4 separate regions of the Sus scrofa genome follow, and regions 2, 3 and 4 are each linked to region 1. The links are chromatin contacts, called in public Hi-C and HiChIP or PLAC-seq maps. All regions are on one chromosome and are shown on one strand. The core of a region is the stretch at or near the end of the contact, and the rest is flanking DNA. Distances in the headings are between cores, read along the strand shown. Region 1 holds the start of ATF4 (activating transcription factor 4). Region 2 overlaps MKL1 (MKL/myocardin-like protein 1). Region 3 holds the start of MKL1 (MKL/myocardin-like protein 1). Region 4 holds the start of JOSD1 (josephin-1).

The links. Hi-C and Micro-C count contacts between places; a contact is called where the count stands out from the background. HiChIP or PLAC-seq counts read pairs in DNA pulled down with a chosen protein or histone mark.
Region 2: a Hi-C map of embryonic fibroblasts shows a contact between it and region 1, with 4 times the contacts expected there. The contact joins the enhancer-like site here to the promoter of ATF4 in region 1. A contact is called at or near these places in 1 of 5 promoter capture datasets (fetal liver), 1 of 47 Hi-C or Micro-C datasets (embryonic fibroblasts) and 2 of 2 datasets of contacts at active chromatin or transcription factors (alveolar macrophages and skeletal muscle).
Region 3: a contact with region 1 is called in an H3K27ac HiChIP or PLAC-seq map of skeletal muscle, with 5 times the contacts expected there. The contact joins the promoter of MKL1 here to the promoter of ATF4 in region 1. A contact is called at or near these places in 4 of 47 Hi-C or Micro-C datasets (embryonic fibroblasts, mesenteric adipose tissue, omental adipose tissue and 1 more) and 1 of 2 datasets of contacts at active chromatin or transcription factors (skeletal muscle).
Region 4: a Hi-C map of liver shows a contact between it and region 1, with 6 times the contacts expected there. The contact joins the promoter of JOSD1 here to the promoter of ATF4 in region 1. A contact is called at or near these places in 1 of 47 Hi-C or Micro-C datasets (liver) and 1 of 2 datasets of contacts at active chromatin or transcription factors (alveolar macrophages).

Annotation. Positions count from the first base shown.
Region 1 is chr5:8,743,329-8,746,436 of Sscrofa11.1, reverse strand. ATF4 (activating transcription factor 4) reads left to right here and starts at 1,401. Exons shown (of 4, transcript NM_001123078.1): 1 at 1,401-1,583; 2 at 2,156-2,473; 3 at 2,570-3,108. The coding sequence starts at 2,248.
Region 2 is chr5:7,971,536-7,974,833 of Sscrofa11.1, reverse strand. It overlaps MKL1 (MKL/myocardin-like protein 1), which reads right to left. Exons shown (of 16, transcript XM_021092835.1): 14 at 2,708-2,860; 15 at 2,498-2,558; 16 at 1-405. Among named protein-coding and RNA genes, the nearest start is that of SGSM3, 45 kb to the left of the region's middle. Within about 2 kb of position 1,518, at least 17 of the 83 cell types and tissues checked have an H3K27ac peak or open chromatin away from gene starts, as enhancers often do. A contact at or near this core is called in alveolar macrophages, embryonic fibroblasts, fetal liver and 1 more, where this site is marked.
Region 3 is chr5:7,750,066-7,753,365 of Sscrofa11.1, reverse strand. It overlaps MKL1 (MKL/myocardin-like protein 1), which reads right to left and starts at 2,016. Exons shown (of 16, transcript XM_021092835.1): 1 at 1,937-2,016. The coding sequence starts at 2,001. It also overlaps a transcript of MCHR1 not described here.
Region 4 is chr5:9,319,710-9,323,195 of Sscrofa11.1, reverse strand. It overlaps JOSD1 (josephin-1), which reads right to left and starts at 1,264. Exons shown (of 5, transcript XM_013988199.2): 1 at 853-1,264; 2 at 1-522. GTPBP1 (GTP-binding protein 1) reads left to right here and starts at 1,004. Exons shown (of 12, transcript XM_021091480.1): 1 at 1,004-3,486.

The DNA.
Region 1 (3,108 bases), core at 152-2,651:
GACCTCACTGTCCTCATAGAAATAATATTTGTAGGGCCCACTGAAATGAAGGGGAGTGGAAACTCAAGGTTTCCCTACAGGGCCTGATTGGAGGACTGGAAGATGGTGAAAGAGCTTTCTCCTAGCTCTTGACAGTTCCCCAGTAGAGAGGGCAAGTTACTGGCCCTAACCTGGACTGTGGCCTCCAAACACACAAATTCCCCTAAGTGGGCAGGTCTGATCAAGCACCCAGGCAGTAGGACTTGCTGGGAAGTGGTTATGCCGCGGAGTTACAGAGTTGGTAAATAATTGAAACTACCCTAGAGTGAGAAAGAGCAGCTAAATAAAATACCTCATTTTTAGGGGAAGTGAAACTACATAAACTGAAAGAAGTTCCCCTGTCATAGGTTTCATTCTTTAACATAAAAGGAAACTTGTATTTTAGCAGAATGGATATGTAAAAATACAATTGTTTAGACCACAGGATTATGGATTTCCTCCACTCGACTCGCCTCTACAGAGTTGAGTCAGGACGCAGAGCAGGCCTTTGATGGTAGGTGGATCTCAGCTGAGGTCATCAGTCTCCCCTTCCAGTTACTGAAGGGTTCACACGTCCTCAGTATTCTGCAAGTGTGTGCAAGTGAAAACAGACGAAATAACATTTACTCTTGACTAGTTTCACATTCGGGCCTAAACCCGGTCCCTAGTTCGGAGCTTCTCCAAGGGCGGCAGGAAAGGACCACGAGGATTCGGACCTAACGCCACTATTTGGATCTGGGCCAGGGCTGCCCGGGGCAATCAAGGCCAGCTGGGTGGGCGGGGCTGAGGGAGCCTTTGCAGAGCGGCGCTACGGCGAGCAGGACGCCGGGGCCCGGCGGCGGGAACCTCACCCACCTTCCCGCGCAGATCAGGGGCTCCCTCGCTGAACAACCCGCCCGCCTCGGAGCCTGAGCCAATAGAAACTCGATGTATATATGACTCACCATGCCTAACCAATCATTTCGACGCGCGCTCTCCGCCAGTAGCTCGCGCGATAACCAGGAGACCTCGTACTTCACAATAAAAGCCCTTCTTGGGGTGAAAGACTCGTCTCCGCCTCTCGGGCTAGCACCGGAAGTAGCTGTGCAAGATCCTTCCGCGCATCCCGGCAGCGGACGGTGGTGATCCTTAGATCTCAAAAGCCTTGTAAAGTAGTGCGCCCTTTTTTGAGGCTGTAAATAAAAGTAACTCATTTGGTCCTCACAGTTTCGCCCTCGACATAAAAGTCAGAGACTGGAAATGGTAGGGGCGTCGGTTAAATGAAAGCGCGTGGGTGGGAGGCGCTGGTCACGTGACCTAGGCGGAAGAATATTCTCTGTGATGCGTCCCACAGAGGCAGAGTCTATAAAGGACCCGCGCTCGGCGAACCGCCGCCATTTCTTTTCCTCTCCGCTGTAGATGTAGTCCTTTTCTGCGAGTGGGCGCTTTTCTTCCTCCGCTCCCGCAGGGTCCGCGGCCGCCATGGCGTATTAGAGGCAGCAGTGCCTGCGGCAGCATTGGCCTTTGCAGCGGCGGCAGCAGCACCAGGCTCTGCAGCGGCACCCCCCAGCGGCTTAAGCCATGGCGTAAGTACCGGGGCCCGACGCTCTGGGCCGTGTCCCCCCGGGTCGGTGAAGGGTTCTTGTCTGATGCTGGGGCGCGGTCCGGCGGCGTCGCGGAGGGGGAAGCGGTTTTACGAGCGCCCGGGACGCGTGGCCGCTGATGGGGTGACGCCGAAGCGCCAGCGCCCCTGGGTCGAGAGGCCGCTGCGCTGTTCGGGCGTGGGGCGAAGTCCTCGGTACCTCCGGCCCCGGCCGGGGGGCCGGGGCTCCCCCTGGGGCTCCACGAAACGTGGCAGCAGCCAAGATGGCGGCGGGGCAGGGCGGCGGCCGCGGCGTGAGTCACGGGCGGGCGTGGGCGGGGCCGGACTCGGCCGGGAGGACCGGGCGCCTTCCTCTGGTGGCGGGTCGGGGAACGGCCGGGCGTCCATCTTGCGCCGCCAGGCGGACGCGGGGAAGGTTGGCAGCCGGGGCCAGCGGCCCCCAAGTCTCAACAACCACACGGGGTCGGGATTTGGCCGTCCTGCCCCGGGGGTGGAGAGGCGAAAGGCTCAGACCAGCTGTTCTCTAATGGGGCTTGGTTTCTGGTTCCTGTTAAGGCTTCTCACGGCATTCAGCAGCAGCGTTGCTGTAACCGACAAAGACACCTTCGAATTAAGCACATTCCTCGATTCCATCAAAACTCCGCAACATGGCCGAGATGAGCTTCCTGAGCAGCGAGGTGTTGGTGGGGGACTTGATGTCCCCCTTCGACCCGTCGGGTTTGGGGGCTGAAGAGAGCTTAGGGCTCTTAGACGAATATCTGGAGGTGGCCAAGCACTTCAAACCTCATGGGTTCTCCGGCGACAAAGCTAAGGCGGGCTCCTCCGAATGGCTGGCTGTGGATGGGTTGGTCAGTGCCTCAGACAACAGCAAGGGTGAGTGGGCTTTTCCCTGCCGGTGGGGTCTGGTGATAAAGCCTTGCTGCCGCGTGCATCTGACTCTGGGTTCCGTCCCTCTTAAATCTCTTGCAGAGGATGCTTTCTCCGGGACAGACTGGATGGTGGAGAAAATGGATCTGAAGGAGTTCGACTTCGATGCCCTGTTGGGTATAGATGACCTGGAAACCATGCCAGATGAGCTTTTGGCCACGTTGGATGACACATGTGATCTCTTTGACCCCCCACTCCAGGAGCCCCCGCAGATAGTGAACCCAATTGGCCATCTCCCAGAAAGTTTACCAACAACTGACCAGGTTGCCCCCTTTACGTTCTTGCAAACTCTTCCCCTTTCCCCAGGGGCCCTGTCTTCCACTCCAGATAATTCCTTTAGTTTAGAGATACAGGGTGAAGTGGAAATCTCGGAAGGAGATAGGAAGCCAGACTCCACTACTTACATTACCTTGATTCCTCAATGCATAAAGGAAGAGGATGCCCCCTCAGATAATGACAGTGGCATCTGTATGAGCCCTGACTCCTATCTGGGCTCTCCCCAGCACAGTCCCTCCACCTCCAGGGCCTCTCCAAGTAGGAGCTTGCTCTCTCCCGGGGCCCCTTGTGGTTCTGTCCGGCCC
Region 2 (3,298 bases), core at 269-2,768, 770 kb after region 1:
CGGGCCCGCCTGACGACAGCTCCAGCCAGTCCATGCCGTCCAGGTGGCCGTCGGCCAGGTCCAGGCCCACGCTGCTGGGCTCAGGTGCAAAGTGCAATTCCGAGGTGTCCATGGGGGAGGGGGGGTGGTCCAGGATGGCAGAGCTGCTCAGCATCTGGCTGTGGAGGTCGTCGATGAGGGAGAGGGGCTCTGGCCCCTCGTGCCCGCCCGTCAGCAGGGGCAGCCCTGTGCTGCTCTCCAGGAAGTCCTCCAGGCGCCCAGGGAGGGCCGGTGAGCCCGAGGGAGGTGGGGCGGCCTGAGGGAGCTCGGCGGAGGGCGAGGGCTGTGCGGCCAGGGGTGACCTGCAGGCTCCTGTCGTCGAGGGGGACTTCTCCTTCCCTGGTTCCTTGAAATCTGCTGAAATCTCTGCCAACCAGAAAGTGAAAGGGTGTCAGAAACCAGCCTGAAGACATGCAGCTGGACCCTGCCTTACACTGCGTACAAAGATGCACTCCAAATGGGTCAAATACCTAAATTTAGGAGCTAAAATCTACAAAGCTCTTAAAAGGGAACATATTCATGATGCTGGATTTAGTAATGATTTCTTGGTTATAACCACAAAGGCATAGACAAGGAAAGAAAAAATTCACTGGACTATGTAAAAATTTTAAACTTTTGTGCATCAAAGGTCACCATCAACTGAGTGAAAAGACTATATAGCAACTGCAAAACAACTGTACTTAAAAAAAAAAAAAAAAGTGGAGTTTCCTGGTGGCCTAGTGGGTTAAGAACCTGGCATTGTCACTACTGTGGCACAGGTTCAACCCCAGGCCTGGGAACTTCTGCATGCTGCAGGCATGGCCAAAAATCAGAGAGTGAAAAGGCAACCCATGCAATGGGGGAAAATACCTGAAAATCGTCTGTTAAGTGACTGATACTCAGAATGAAGAACTCCCACAAATCAACAACAAAACCCAACTGGGAAATGGGCAGGGAATGCAGTAGACATTTCTCCAATGGAAGATACACAAATGGCCCACAAGCACATGAAAAGATAAAATGCCCAACATTCTTAGTCATTAGGGAAATGCAAATTAAAACCACAGTGAAGAATGACTTCACAACCACTAGGCTATTTAAAAATTGTTTTGAAAATAGGTTGGTAAGGATGTGGAGCAGCTGGAACCCTTAGGCATTGCTCATATGAATGGAAATAGTACAGCTGTGTGGAAAAGCTTTTAGGTTCCTCAAAAAGTTAAATATAGAATCATCATGTGATCCAGCAATTCCACTTCTGGGTACATACCCCAAAGCAGGCACTCAAACAAATACCCGTGTTGATAAGAGCATTGACTCACAAGAGCCAAAAGTGGAAACAACCCCAACATCCAGTGGATAAAGATAAATACAATGCGGTATATTTACACAATGGAATATTATTCAGCCACAAAAAGGAAGGAAAATCGGCTATGAGCTACGACCCGGCTGAACCTTGAGGGCATAATGCTAAGTGAGGCTGCCAGAAACAAAAGGACAAATACTGTATGATTCCCCTTCGTAAATCAGAGAGACTGAAAGAGGAAGAGAGGTTACTGTGGGGAGGGAGGAAGGGGGAGTGAGCTGTAAAGTGTAACGAGTGTCAGTGCAGGCTGATGGAAAAGTTCTAGAAGTGATGGTGGTGATAGTTGCACAACACTAAATGAACATAATGCCACAGAGGTGTACGTGTAAAAATAGTTATTATGGCAAACTATGTCAGGAATATTTTACTACAATAAAAAAAAAAAAAAAAAAAAAAAAACCTCTGCAGAAAGGCTTGCTCCCTGACCCTTTAGGTCCTGTTCTCCCAGCCAGCAGGCTGCTCTCACTTGGTGACCAGCTCCGTCCACGCCTTAGCCCCACCTGCCCTCAAATGCCCTCTCTCCTGGCATCCTGGCCACTTCTCAGTGTCCCTTTGGGGGCAGGCAGCTCTCCCCAGCTCCCTTCTCGGCTGTCTCTGGTAGCCTCTGCCCTCCCAGTTGCAGCTCTGTCTAGAACTCCCGGAGCCTCAGTGCCACTTGCACTTGTTAGAAACGCACCTCGGGCCCCACTGCAGACCCTGGAATCGGCGTCTCCCTGAGATCAGAATCGGGGACCCCGAGGGCACGTCAGCGCCTGAGCCCCTGGTCTTCCCTGCTGCTCATGACACCCTAACATATGACAAGGTCCCTCCTTACTGGACTCGTCGCCCATTGCCCCACACTTGGCTGGAAGCCCCGCAGAGCCCCGCATCCCTTTTGCTCACTGCCACTCCTGGGCGGCCGGGACAGCGCTGGCCACACGGCGGGTCGGGGTGGGCACTGCACCCCCACGGGGATTCTCGCCCAGGCCTTGGCGAAGGGACGCGTCTCAGACGTGACCCCATCCAAAGTACCAGGCCTGCCCTGCACCGTGTTCAAGAACTAAAGCGAGCCTCCTGGGGCTGCAGACAACCTATGAGGAGAGAGAGGGTGGAAACGAGGCGTGGGCCGGCCTTTACCTCCGCTCTGAATCAGGATGTCAAACAGGTCATCCATCTGCTGGCTCGAGGAAGCATTTTCCTATGGGACAAAAATAGGAAAAAAAGATGAGAATCTAGAACAGGAGCCCTCAGCCTGGCTCGGCGCAGTCCTGCCCAGGACAGCCGCTCGCTGAGGCCTCTCTGCCCTATGAGGCTGGCTCCCGGCTGCCCCAGTGGGATCCCCTTTACCTGCTGTCTGGGCTGCTGGCTCACGGCTTCCTCATAGCCCGGGGGCTCCTTCTTTGGCAGAGACGCAGGGGTCCCAAAAAGGGGCTGTGGTGGGTGCTCCAGGTCCATCTGGGCTGGTGGGCCGGGAGCTGGAGAACCAGGCTGGGACGAAGGCTGCACAAGAGCAGAGCAGAGAGAGACCCAGTGTGGGGTGAGGGCAGCAGTCCAGGCCCGTGCACCCCAGGAAGGCGATGTGGGAGGGTCCCCCTGCAGCCAGACTGCCTCCCTAGGGTCTGGTTCAGGCAGCATGGGGCGGAGGGAGGGGCTCGAGCTGACCCCCTCTCTCCCCCAAGGAGTTTGTGCCCGAGGCTGTTTAGGGGCCGGTTCCCATTCTGAATGCCTGGTTCCTGTCACTGTCACCCCACCTCCAAGCTCGGCAGGCTGAGAAGCCACACAAAACCTAAAGTACCCTCCCCTCTGGATGTGGCTGAGTGAGGGGCTGGGCTGCGAGGGTGAGAATGGCAGGGAGAGGAATGGCGCATGCACCAGGCCCAGCTGGCAGCCTCCAAGCAGATCCCAACGGGCAGCCCAGCCCACAGCCTCTCCCGAGCA
Region 3 (3,300 bases), core at 767-3,266, 990 kb after region 1:
CACTTGGGGGGTAAGATGGGAGTGAAGGGGGGAGGCACAGTTAGGAGGGGGTCCTGGAGGAGAGGAAATGGGGGAGATAGAGGCAGGAAGATGCGGACAGTGCAGAAGCTCATGGAGTACTTTGCACCAATGCAAACTGAACCTGGGGCACCTGCTCTCTGCCATGTCCCCAACTAGGAGGTGAGGACGCAAAAATAAATAGGATGTCATTCCTGCCTTCAGGGAGCATACCAGCCTGGGACACAATAAGAAAATTGTTCATTATAATGGAATGTGATGGCGGGGATTCAGGGTTTACTGAAGGACGATACCCTGGGGCAGGAGCAAAGGAGATCATTGCCGAGCAGATCCCAGGTCAGTCTAGCCCAGGTCAGTCTAGCCTTGACCTGGTCCAGAGGGTGTGTATGTGCTGCGGGGAGGGGAGCCCTGGACACAGCTGTGCTGCGGAATGATTCCCCTTGAGTCAAAGGGACAGGCCTTTTCTACTCCCCTTTCAGGCGCTGGCTGCTGGCTTATGGGGATGGTAACCTCCCCGGCAAGGAGGCTCCTGTCAGCCATGGGCAAGTCTCCACGCAAGGGGACAGCTGGGATAGCTGTCAGTCCCTTGGAGCCCTCAGTCTCAGCAGCTGGAGGGTGGGCGCACCAGCCTGGTAGAGGGACCTGGGTGCGGGACCAGCAGGATGTTTGGTGGAGGATATTTGTCGTGCTGGATGTTTGGTGGAGGACAGAGCAGGGAGCAGAAGGGAGCTGGGGGCGAAGGACATTCTGGGGCATTTTGAAAAAGAGCTTAGGAGGCAGACAAGCAAAGAAAAATCCAAGGGGCCATTGTGTGTAGACGTTGGAGAAGCATGGGACACTTTGTAGCAATGCTAAGCCACTGAAATATGACACGGGGAGAAATAGGAGGTGGTGGAGGCAGAGGCCTGACAGGTGGGTAGAGGCCAGATCATGAAGCGTCCTGGGTACCCTAATAAAAAACTGGGGTTTAAAGCTCTTCTGAAAAAGAACTGGCTTCTCGGAGTTCATGAGGATGTGGGTTTGACTCTTGGCCTTGCTCAGTGGGTTAAGGATCTGGCGTTGCCGTGAGCCTCAGTGTAGGCTGCAGATGCAGCTCAGATCCCAAGTTGCTATGGCTGTGGTGTAGGCCAGCAGCTGTAGCTCCGATTCGACCCCTAGCCTGGGAATCTCCATATGCTGTGGGTGCGGCCCTAAAAAGCAGAAAAAAAAAAAAAAAAAAAAAAAAGAGAGCTGGGTTTTCATTCCAGCCCCACCTCAAAGCTTTCTGCAAACATTTACCCACCATCAGAGGGTGAGCCAGCCTTGTTCAGCTGGGTGAGATCAGAGCCCAGATGCTGCAGAACTGAAGTGGGTGAGAGGCAACCAGCAGGCAAATGGCCAGAGAGGGAAGGCTGGAGAGGGGCTGTCTGCAAGGGCTGAAAACACAGTGGCTGGCACCAATTTGAAAGGTAAGTCCTTTTCTCTATGTAGGCATTTCAGAAGCCGAAAGAAAGAGAGTCATCAGAAGGGGGCCCAAACCAACTATAACAGAAAAAATAAAAATCATTATTTAAAAAGAAAAAAAAAAAAAAAAAAAAGGGAGTGCCATGGAGAGGAATGAACTCAGAATTTGGAATCAGAAGAGCAGAAGGCCTAGGCGTGGGGTGCAGCACCGCCAGCTGGACGGCCCTGAGAGTCACCCAACTCTAGGAACCTCCGTATCTACATCTGCGCTGTGGATCTTATCTGTTCCACGGGGTCAGCTAAGAAAAGGCATGTGTGTAAAAAAAGCCTGTGCAAATGTTAGTTACTCTCATTTTGCCAGCACCCCCACCTCCCCGCCCCAACACATACAAAAAAAGCCTGCAGCAAGGAGAATCCCAAGGCAGGCTCATTTTACTCTGGTTACCATTTGGCACAGAGCAGGTCGGGGACTTACTGGATGACACAGCAAGTCAGCAGCAGAGCCAAGCTGTAAATCCACCCAAGTACTGAGTCCAACATTGTCAGCAGAATCAGCTGAAGCCCAACTTGACACCACAGTTCAGATGTCGAAGGTGTTCCTAGGAAGTCCCTTTCAGCAAAGAGTGTTCAAAGTTGTTCCCAAAGGGCAGTCCTAATATCCTCCAAATGTGGGCAAGCTGTAGCTGGACGAGGCTCCCAGGAGGCTGGGCGAGGAGGGAGAGACTAGATACTTGCCCTGAAAACGGAGAAGAGACTGTGCCTTCCTCAAGGCTTCCTGTGGTTACAGCCCTCCCACCCTCACCCGCTTTTTCAAAACAGATTTATTGAGATGTAATTCATATACCATAAAACACATCTTTTGAAAGGTATGATTCAATGGTTTTTCGTATATTCACGGAGTGGTGCAACCATCACCACAGTAAATTTTAGAACATTTTCATCACCCCATGGAAGAACTCCTAGTCATCAGCAGTCATTTCCTTCCCCCACCCCACCTTTCGCCCAGCCCTAGGCATTCACTAACCTACTTTATAGCTCCAAAGATTTGCCTACATGGGGCATCTCATAAAGATAGAATCATAAGCCATATAGTCTTTGTGATCGGCTTCTTTCACTTAGTGTAGCGATTTCAAGGTTCAATCATGTTGTAGCAAGTATCAGTACTTCATTCTTTTTCATGGCTGAATAATATTCTATTGTGTGATTATACTACATTTTATTTTTCCATTCAGTTTATGGACCTTTGGGTTGTTTCTACTTTTTGGTTATCATGACTAATGCTGCTATGAACATTTGTGCACAGGTTTTGGATTTTTTTTGCCACACTCATGGCATGCAAAAGCTCCCAGGCCAGGGATTGAACCTGTGCCACAGCAGTGACCTGAGCCACAGCAGTGACAATACAAGATCCATAACCCACTAGGCCACCAGGGAACTCCTGTGTACAGGTTTTTGTGTGGACATGTTTTTATTTTTGTTTTTCAAAAACAGGCCAGTTTTATTTATACACAGAACAGGGTACTTACAACCCCAGAGGTGGATATGTACATAGCGATACAGGAGGCCTGTGCGGCACGGTGGGCTCTGTATAAATTAAGATCATAAATATGAGGGGAAGCCCCACCCAATGCCTGCACAAAGCTTTTCACCAAGACTCCAGGGATCCTTCCTGCAGTGGTCTACACTGACAGGACCGTGGGCCTGGAGGGACAGCCGTCCAGCCACAGGGCGGTTGCAGGCGGGGAACAGTCCCAAGTGCAGCAACGAAAACACCACAACGTGCAGGGGGCTCCGCCCTGAACCACTCAGGCTGAGCTTCATGCAACGCTCCGGGCTTAT
Region 4 (3,486 bases), core at 15-2,514, 580 kb before region 1:
GTCCATGATTTATGCCTTGTCACGGAGAGAAAAGGTTGGAATCAAAAGGAAAAATAATTTCCCTCTCTCTCTTCTCAATAGAAAGGTAAGGTTTAGTGTATTTCGCCACCGCTGTCAAAGTGCAGAAGTTTTAGAAATTCATATAAAACCTAAGTCCTTGTTTCCCCTCTTCTACCTTCCTCTTCCACCCCCTCCAAAAACCCTACAATTTTCTTGCTGTATTTTCCTTTCTGCAAATGCCAACCAGGCCTCAAGGCAGGAGGACCGAACGGAATCGGTCACATCGCTCCTTTTCTTCCATTTCTTTCGAACCACAACGCCACTGACTCAGGAGACAAGGCCTAGGTGGTGGATAAAACGCAGATTTCGAGCAGCTAGCGAGGGCCGGCCAGAGTGGGATCGCGGGCCGTGCTGGGGTCTCGGGGGAGGTTCTCCATCCCCTCGGGCGCGGTGGGGCCCCAAGGGGCCGAGGCGGGCGCAGCTCCCCCGGCAAGTGCGGATTCTCGCCCTCTCGGCGCAGCCCTACGAGGAGACAACTCCTGTCAGCTCCGGCAGTCCGGCCGGCCGCCGCGGGGGACCGGGTGGCGCGGGTAAGCGGCGCGGCGAGTCTGGTCCCAGCCCTAGGGAAGGTCCTGCGCAGCGACTGGCAGGCCCGCGAGGGGTGGGGCCAGACAATACGCCTCGCCCTGGGGGCCCGGGCCCACCCAGCTCGCCGCCCCCACCCCAACCTCCCCGCCCATCACGTGAGTGCAAGCCGAGGCGCCTTCCCACCGGTCCCCTAGCCCCGGCCCTAGCCCGGTCCCCCGCGCCACCCGGACAGCTTGAGAACGCACTGCCGGTTGCCCCCCTCACCGCTGCAGGCCGCCACCTGGAGCTGCGGGCCACCACCTGGGCCGCGTGCGGGCGGGCGCGCGCACCTGAGCCCGACGTCAGCGGCCCCCGCCCGGCGCGTGCTCCGGAAACGCCCTCCTTCGCCGTCCCTGCTCCCGCCCCGCCGCAGCGTCACGTCTGACGTCAGCCTGACGTCAGCGGCGCGGGCTTTGGAGCTGTGGCCGCCAGGTGTTTGGTGGGAGCGGGCAGCGTTGGCCACCCTAGGGGTGCGAGATTGGGAGCCCAGCAGCGGTTGTGGCAGCGGCAGGGGCAGCGACGTCGGCTCGCTGCAGGTAGGGCTGATGCCCGGTTCCTTGGCTCTGTTCCTTCCGGGACTGGGCAGGCCGTGCGGCCGGCGGGAGTCCCGCCCCGATGTCTGTCCCGCCCCTCGCCTCCTTTTCCCTCCCCTTCTCTCCCTCGGGCGTCGGCTCCGTTCCGGGGCGGTGACCGGGCCAGCGGCTGCACGTCAAGGTTCTCCTCACCCCTCCCCTCTCCCTGACTAGGCTTCTTGGGCCCAGTGCTTTCGTGAACCTGGGCTAGCTGCTCCTGCACTGACCGTTTTATGCTTGTCTAGCACGTCGTTCCCCCAGGTGATTTCAAAGTACCTTGTTGACGCGGTCGGGCGCAAATTCTCTTGGTTTAGTGGGCCCGACCGCCTTCACTTTCCAGGAGCTCTCTGGGTAAGTGCCTCTTCGGGAGTCACGTTTCTAGTGGACTAGAGAGTCGTTTCAGCTCCTTGGTGTCATATTTCGGCGTCTTACTCACTGACCACTGTCCTCTCACCTTCTGCTCTGGTCTCACCGTGGCGGCCATAGAGCTTTCCTCTTTTCTCAGGGCCTAAGTGCATTGTGTGTGTCAGGAAGATGAACTCAGTCCTGCATGGATTTTTTTTTTTTTTTTTTTTAACCCAAAGACATGTGGAAGGCATCGGCGAATATTCATCATCCACTGTAGTTGCTCTCCTTTTGGATTTTTGTTCAGGAAGTTGGAAAAACAATAAAAGAAAAGGTCACACTTAACAATTCAGTCATTTCTTTAACCCTACTTCAACACGACTCAACACTGTTAAAAGACAATTGAAAATCTAGTTGGCTAGATTTCAAAATTCAACTGAAAATCTAGTTGGCTTTATTAAACAATTTATAAATCAGGCAGCATCCTATCTAGTAAATAGAAAGGCAATCCGAGAAGCAGTACGAAATAGGAGATTTTTAATAGACAGAAGAAAGTGGATTGTATCGCGGTAGGTCATATTCCCTTTTAGAAAGGCAAGGGGTCTTATCAGGCCGATTACCCCAATAGTGTTGTTCAGGAAATTAGAGACTGATTGTTTAAGTTTCTACTCCTGGTAGAGGCTGAAAATGCAATTAGGTTTAAGTGTTAAATCTTGGTGGGGCTTAATTTTGGGCCTCTTTTTAACACCATTACTCAGCACGAAATTATCACTTAACACCCTTGGCTTGAGTGCCTACCACGAGGTTGGGAGTCCTGAGCCCTGGTCCAAACAACTTTCGAATTACCTTAAATTTTTACAATGTGTAAGCCACCTAAGGTTTACAGTTATATTTGCTTGAGATTTGTAATTGAGGCTTGCAAACATTGCTTTAAGTAGTTTAACTTGCCTGAGGTCACACAACTAGTAGGATTTGAACCTTGGTTTTTACCTGTCTTCAGAAAGAGGATGTAAAGATGGTAAGGAATTCCCTCTCTAAAATGTGACTTCGGATCTCTGTTCAATTCAAAAGCACCTTCACTGAGAATATTTTTTTTCTGGGCAAAGCCCTCAAGTGAGAAAGGCATTTTTTTTTTTAGTCTATCATCACGTGTAAACATATCCCGAACTTGAATTCTTTCTGGAAGAGCCAGTAGGTAAGATGCTAAATATCAACATTATTCTAGATTATAATGCCATGATATTTGGCTCTTCTGCCACATTGAGATTTTAATATTTTTATCTCTTTCATGGAGACATATGTAGAATAGTGGTGAGCAATTTCGCCAGAAAATTGAACTATTATCAAGACCTTTGGAGTTGGATGACTTCTGTCCCAGATTCCCAGCTGTGTTTGTACAGATAAGATTTGATTGTAGTTGCACACAGGAACAAGAAGAGGTTGCCTCTTAACCCTCAATTGGATGCTTGAAAACTGAAGGTCTTGCTTGCTGTCTGGGACAAGTAGCCATGGCCAGCGTTATTAGAGTTTGACTAGTACCTAATTTCATCAAGCTTTTCGGTCTTTTGAAACAGGAATTCCAAGACGCTAAAACTTGTTTTGATAGTGGTTTGAATTGGGGTTTTCCACAGCTGACGGCACTGGAAGAATCATCCATAGGAAATTACCTTAACAGATGCTAGATCTTGGCCTTACAGTTCTCAAATGTGGTCAGGTGCTTTTGGCTTCTATTTGAGCTGGCTTCCTCATTTTGGTCGTGTAATTGCTCTCTCCGCAGAGTCAGTGAATGGAGAATTCTCCCTAAGGTCAGCGTTTAATTGATTGCCTCGCTCGGGCTGCTATAGTATTCCAGGCATCGATCCTACTATTAAAATTTCCTGGAGATTGCCAGGATGTCGAATATCAGCCTTCACAAGCTGCCTCGAGTCACGGAATTGAGTGG